2 separate regions of the Columba livia genome follow, and region 2 is linked to region 1. Evidence: chromatin contacts called from public Hi-C data. All regions are on one chromosome and are shown on one strand. The core of a region is the stretch at or near the end of the contact, and the rest is flanking DNA. Distances in the headings are between cores, read along the strand shown.

The links. Hi-C and Micro-C count contacts between places; a contact is called where the count stands out from the background.
Region 2: a contact with region 1 is called in a Hi-C map of liver, with 2.2 times the contacts expected there. The contact joins the promoter of SRFBP1 here to the enhancer-like site in region 1. A contact is called at or near these places in 2 of 2 Hi-C or Micro-C datasets (crop and liver).

Annotation. Positions count from the first base shown.
Region 1 is chrZ:32,797,794-32,800,642 of bColLiv1.pat.W.v2, reverse strand. All of the region lies in intron 7 of ZNF475 (zinc finger protein 475), which reads left to right. Among named protein-coding and RNA genes, the nearest start is that of ZNF475, 43 kb to the left of the region's middle. Within about 2 kb of position 1,497, at least 2 of the 3 cell types and tissues checked have an H3K27ac peak away from gene starts, as active enhancers do.
Region 2 is chrZ:32,941,449-32,944,375 of bColLiv1.pat.W.v2, reverse strand. SRFBP1 (serum response factor binding protein 1) reads left to right here and starts at 1,620. Exons shown (of 7, transcript XM_021292582.2): 1 at 1,620-1,838. The coding sequence starts at 1,809.

The sequences.
Region 1 (2,849 bases), core at 248-2,747:
TAGGCAAAGGACAATACAGTGTGAGTCAGGGAAACTTCTTATTCCTGTATCTTTTGATTTTCCTGTTGAAAGGAAGTGGTTGGGTTTTCATACTCTGTGGTCCCATGAGAGTTCTGTCCCCAAAAGGGACCATTGTGTGCTATAGTTCCCTAGGAGATTCTATCAAGCAGCTTAGGCAAACTTCGGATGTTATGTATCTTAGCATGTAGGTATCTTAGGTATTTTTGTTTAGTTAACTTGAAATACAGTGTTTCCAATGATTTTCACTTTTTATCGTTATTCTTAACTCTGGCATGGAACACAAGTTTACTGAGGACTACATATTCAAAGGCAGCAACTCAGAGTATAACAACAACAAAGTAAACAAGACTGCACATTTATTTCCACTGAATTTGATTCAAGATCCCAGAATAAAGAAGCTGATTCACATTATCCAATAGCTACACAAAGTTTTGGAAAATGGCATGTGTTTTTCTGCATTTGTTTTTGCACAAGCTGTCTTTTGGCCAGAAGTTTGTAAAAAGATAGATGTCTAAATTTAGCCCCAGAGTCTGAAATAAAAGGCAAGGGTGTTTGTTTGGTTTTTTCTTTTTTTTTCCTTTTTTTTTTTTCTTTTCACCAGTGGTGGCTGGACTCCTGATAGCCTAGCCTACTTTTAAAAATGGAATTTAACTTCCTCAGTCACCAAAGGAATGCAATGCTATGCAGAGCATTTCTAAAATGTTTTGAAAGTCAAAGCATGCTGTATTTCAGTTTTTCAGCTGCTGAATAAATGGAGTTAATAGCATTATGCTAACAAACATGACAAGACAATGTGAGGCCTCTTTATATTATATTATTTGAGGCTACTAATTGATAGATACTGGCAAATTAGGTCCACTCCTCAGGTCTTTTATCAGCAAATTTCAAATAACCCAGAAACAGTTCAAAGTGCTGCATAGGTGCACCTATTGTTGTGGGAAAGGAGATGTTCTTGTTGTACACTACATTGTACTATTTACCAAAGAAAAGGTGTTGCTCAAAAGGTGTTTGTTCAATGAAAGTCATGGGTGTGAAGCAGAGATTTTTGTCCACCACACATAATTCTGTATGTTCAAAAAAAAAAAAAAAAAGGCTGGGGGTAAATGTTCCTAGTTACAACGTCATAAAAAAAAAAAACCAAGTTTAAAGTGCAGTTTGGAGTTTGGCATGGAGACTGACTCTAAAAATGTTTCCCTCTTGCACAACATATCTGATCCCTGTGTGGATTCAGTCACATCTGCTGACTTGTTTAACAACATTATTACCACTTTTTACTTCTGTGAGCTCTGCCAGAGCCAGAATGAATTGTGTTCAAATCTGTTTTTCTGTGTGAACAACAGGTTTCCTCATTTGCTTTCATAAGATACAGCAGAACTAATGAGGCTGCACAACTTGCAGTTTGTAATTAAGTCTGAAGGACTTTATTATTAGTGACAACTTTCAGGAAGGGATAATGGGTTTTACTTCTCTGAAGTTCTTTATTTTATTATTTTTAGAGGCATCCTTTTGAACAGAGGTGCACCAAAAAGGCAGAGATAGGAATGGAAAGAGTGAAAGAAATTGCCTGTGATCCCAGGGCCGTGAAGGACTGGCAGAATGCTTCTAAAAGACATGGTCGAAGGAAGCCTCTTTTCCATAGGTTTAAATTCTCTGTCTGAGGGTCTCCACCTCTGGTTTAAATTTTTGAAAGGTCTGCACATTGAAGGATATTGCAAAGCACTAAGCTCATGGAAGGACTGCGGATTTGCTATGAACAGGGACAAGGTCTGGGTCTCCTTCACAGTCTTTATATTTTTCCAACATATGGTTTTAATTTTCCTCACCTTACCAGTAACTCAGCTGCTTATTAATTCTGCTAAAAAAAAAAAAAAAAGTATACCACTATTGGAGTGAAATGGCAATCTGCTTTGTTCCTGGCAAGAAAGCATTTGAGGCAGTCCCTGTCTCAATTAGCACCCCTTATCTCTGTTACAATTAATTATTTAAATACCTGTTTAAAGTCCTGATTCAGCAAAACATCAGAGGAAAGGAACAACTGAAAAAAAGTCCAGCCCTTCTATAAGCATATTTAAGAACTGTAATGTTATTGTCAAATTACTTTATGCAATGAAAGAAGTCCTAAATTAAAAAGCTGTATTTTCCTCATTCTAAAAATGGAGACCTGACCAATTTGATGGTACACCATGTGAACGGTATTTTAACTTTACAACTGCAAGCACTTTTGCCTATGTAGCTCTGTCCTGGACTTCTCTCTCCCTTAGCAAGCGCAGGGTCGAGTATCATTACTAACAAACACTCCATTCAGTGTTAAGTGCCTTTAGAGCCCCTCTAAGCCAACTCTTCCACTAGCTGTCCTTGCTCTCAGGTTGCGTGAACACATCTGAGTTAATCATGTCTGGCTGTGTAAAACAAAAACCAGCCTATGCTTAAGAGACTCTCAAGGATCACATAAGCTCAGAACTTCTGTTTTAGATTCTGCTGTGATACCCCAGACAATGGAAGGGATGTCTGGAGCTACTGAAACTCAGACTTACACTAGAGCAGAGTATGGTTTTTGTTCTTTCATTGTCCAAAATGTCTGCTAGATGTGAGTATTAACGACTTACTCCGGGTATATGTTACCGTTTTTTTGACAACAGATAACGCTGATCCTAAAAGCCTATCAGATGTGTCACTAGCATCTGCTGCTGCCATCTGCTGTTTTCTTCTTATCATGTTAACTACCTAAAACCAAGATTTCAGTGATCTTCCGTTACTGTACTGTAGCACATTCTAACATGGCATAAGTCTTGAAAACTTGTGTAACAAAAAAATTTTGATATTGTATC
Region 2 (2,927 bases), core at 371-2,870, 140 kb before region 1:
TCCAAAGAATTTCCCGAAACTGATATTATTCGTATAAACAAAGGGGTTTATAACAACTCGTATAAACAAAAAGGTTTTATATTTAAAACAAGTTCTCCAAATATTTTCAAATATTATCTCAGTTCTTTTGAATGCTGAAACAGATAAACAGTGATGTGAAACAACTGATTCATTTTCTAAACATGCTAAGACTTCCTTACATTCAGACACAAGTTTTGTGAAAGTCCTGTTTCAATAAAATAGAAAAATATTTGTAACAATTTAAATCAACAATTCATTCTAAAACAATAAACTGGAAATAATGAGGAAAAAGTCTCATGAAACGTTGCCAAAATTTCAGACTGAGATCTCACAAAGTCAAAAACACATGCTCAGCCCCACTTCACCACAAATATTGAAAATGAACTGTGCATACAAAATTTTATGCAGCTGGAGCTTCAGATGACCTTATTTCAGCACAAACTATACTCTGCGTCCTCCACAAGTGGAAAAAATCAGTCTGAAAATTTCAAAGCAGTTTGAAAATCGTGGCTGGTTTTGCATCATAGGGAAAAACAAGGAGTGAGGATAAGACAAAACCTATAAATGCAGAATTGTGCACTGTTTACTCATGTAATGTTTTTCGGGCTGGCAGCAACAAGAGGAGAAAAGCAAGAATCCCAGATCATTTCTAAGATTATAAACTACTAGTGATAGAGGGAACTAACACTTTAAGGATGCCTAGTTTAGAGCTTTATGTAAACAATTTTAAGAAAAGACAGAACCCCATCGAATGCTAAGATAAGAAGTTTTTCAGCGCCTAGCTGCAGACTTGAGGAGGCGAGATAATGAAGATTTACAGCAAAATGGAGGGAACCAGACTGGTTTCAACCGACGTGGCAGCTTGTGTTCCAGTCAATTCAACATAATGAGCCAAAAGTAAGAAGTTCACTGTGGCGAAGCTGACGGAGCCTTCACCCAAAGATCCCCGAAGACCCCACCTGAAGACCGCCAGACGGCACTGCGCAGGCGTAACAGGGAGGGGTCAAGGAGGAGACTACGGAAATGATTAACTAGGGCTCAGTAAGAAGCGGGGAGAGGTTATAAATATCTACAGGCGTTCCTGGGGTCGTTATGACTATGTAACACCTTACTGTATTTAAACACACCTCTTATTGTTAGAAGTTGCGCATTAATGGTGGAATGATTCCCCCTTGTGCCCGACGTCAAAATAAACATATCTGCTTTATAACCTTGTGGGTTGTAAAGTTTTATGACTTTATAGGTTGTAAAGTTGTTTCCGCGCGTCACTAGGTGGGGCAGATGTCTTATAGTTTGAGGATTCAGACATCTTCTCAGGTCTTCGCTCTGGCCGGCCGATGACGGGATGCAGCAACACAAGCACAAGGCCGCAGTGCCAGGGTCACCACGAGCCAGCCGAGCGGCTCGGGCAGGTCAGCCGGGAGATCCTCTTCCTGCCCACGTCGCTTATCACCCGCCGGAGTCAGAAGGAGACTCTCTTCACCCCCATTTCTAAAGAAACGCGACTGCGGGCTGGGTGGCCTGCGCGGTGCAAGGTCCCCGCACTTCATAATGCCCCGCCCCGCCTCCCCAGGGCACGGTGGGAGCCGCCGGAAGCCGGCGCGGCCAGGGCGGAGTCGGAGGACCGCGGCCCGCAAGAGTTAGCCTAGAGAGGCTCTAGCCATAGAGCGCCAGCCTGGAGCGGGCCTGCCGCCGCGCGCGAGGCGCATGCGTCCGGTTTCGCTTCGTGCTGCGGCGTGGGGAGCGCTCGGAGGGACGGCGGAGCTGTACGGGCAGGGGCCGGCACCATGGCTCCCGTGCTGAACCTCAACAACGAGGTGAGCCGTCCTCTCCCGCGTTCCGTGCGGCGGCGGTCGGAGCAGGCCGGCGGGGGCAGGGCGGGAGGCCTTGGCGCGGAGAGCCTGGCGGGACAGGTGGAGGCAGCGGCCATGGGAGGGTTCTGCTCACCGGGAGCCGAGGAAGTGGCGGAGCTGGGGAAGTGGCAGAGCTGGGCGGCAGCGTGTCACCCTGCGAGCGAGCCGGGATGGACTCCATCCTCCCCAGAGCCGCGTGGCTACCTGGAGTGGTGGGAACGGCCCTGGCGCGGCCCTGGCCGGGCTGTCGCCATGTGGCCTGAGGCAGCTGCCGCCGTCCCCCCAAGGGAAACGCCGCTCACCGCTCTGGCCCCCAGCAAAAGGGCTGTGTGGTGAAGGAAAATCCGCCTTGCGAAAATAAACCACGTCTAAGGGGGTGCTGTGCAATTGTCTACACGTGTGCCTCGGTTCTACATCCTGTCACTGCGTGTCATATCGTTATTATATCGTGTTATCTCTTACCGTGTTTGTGTTCACACTGAAGTTTTGCAGGTGATTCTAGTGAACCTACCAAAGTCCCAGCTGCCTGTCTCCTGGATAGCAAAGATATGATGTTGCTTTATTTTCTTGGGTGTGGAGGGACTGAGAACGACAAATTAATGGGTTAGATTTAATTTTTTACTCTTTTGTAAGAAGGTTGGTGTTTCATATTTCTTTCATTTTTTTGCTACTCTATAAAGTGAATTTAATTAGTTAAATGTGTTTCACTTGTGATGGGCTTTGACTACATGTTTGCAAATTATTGTTTATAATAAGTCTGACAGAACTAAACTGTCTTCTTTAAACTGCTACTGCAGCACCTGAAGAGTATCTGACAGTTCTGCTGAGCGTGGGTTGTATCAGCTTCTGCAGATGGCATTGTGCACTTCCTGGATTCCTAGATAATTCACAGTATAATTCAAGTTACAATTTGTCACTAACAGAACCAAAATGACAGATTGTACAAACATTCTCAGATTACGTTTGTATTTAAAGTAAGTTTTATGTTCTATGCATACAATGACTCTGAGAGAGGTAGATTTTCAAGTGAAGAATTTAGTGAGAAGTAGTCTG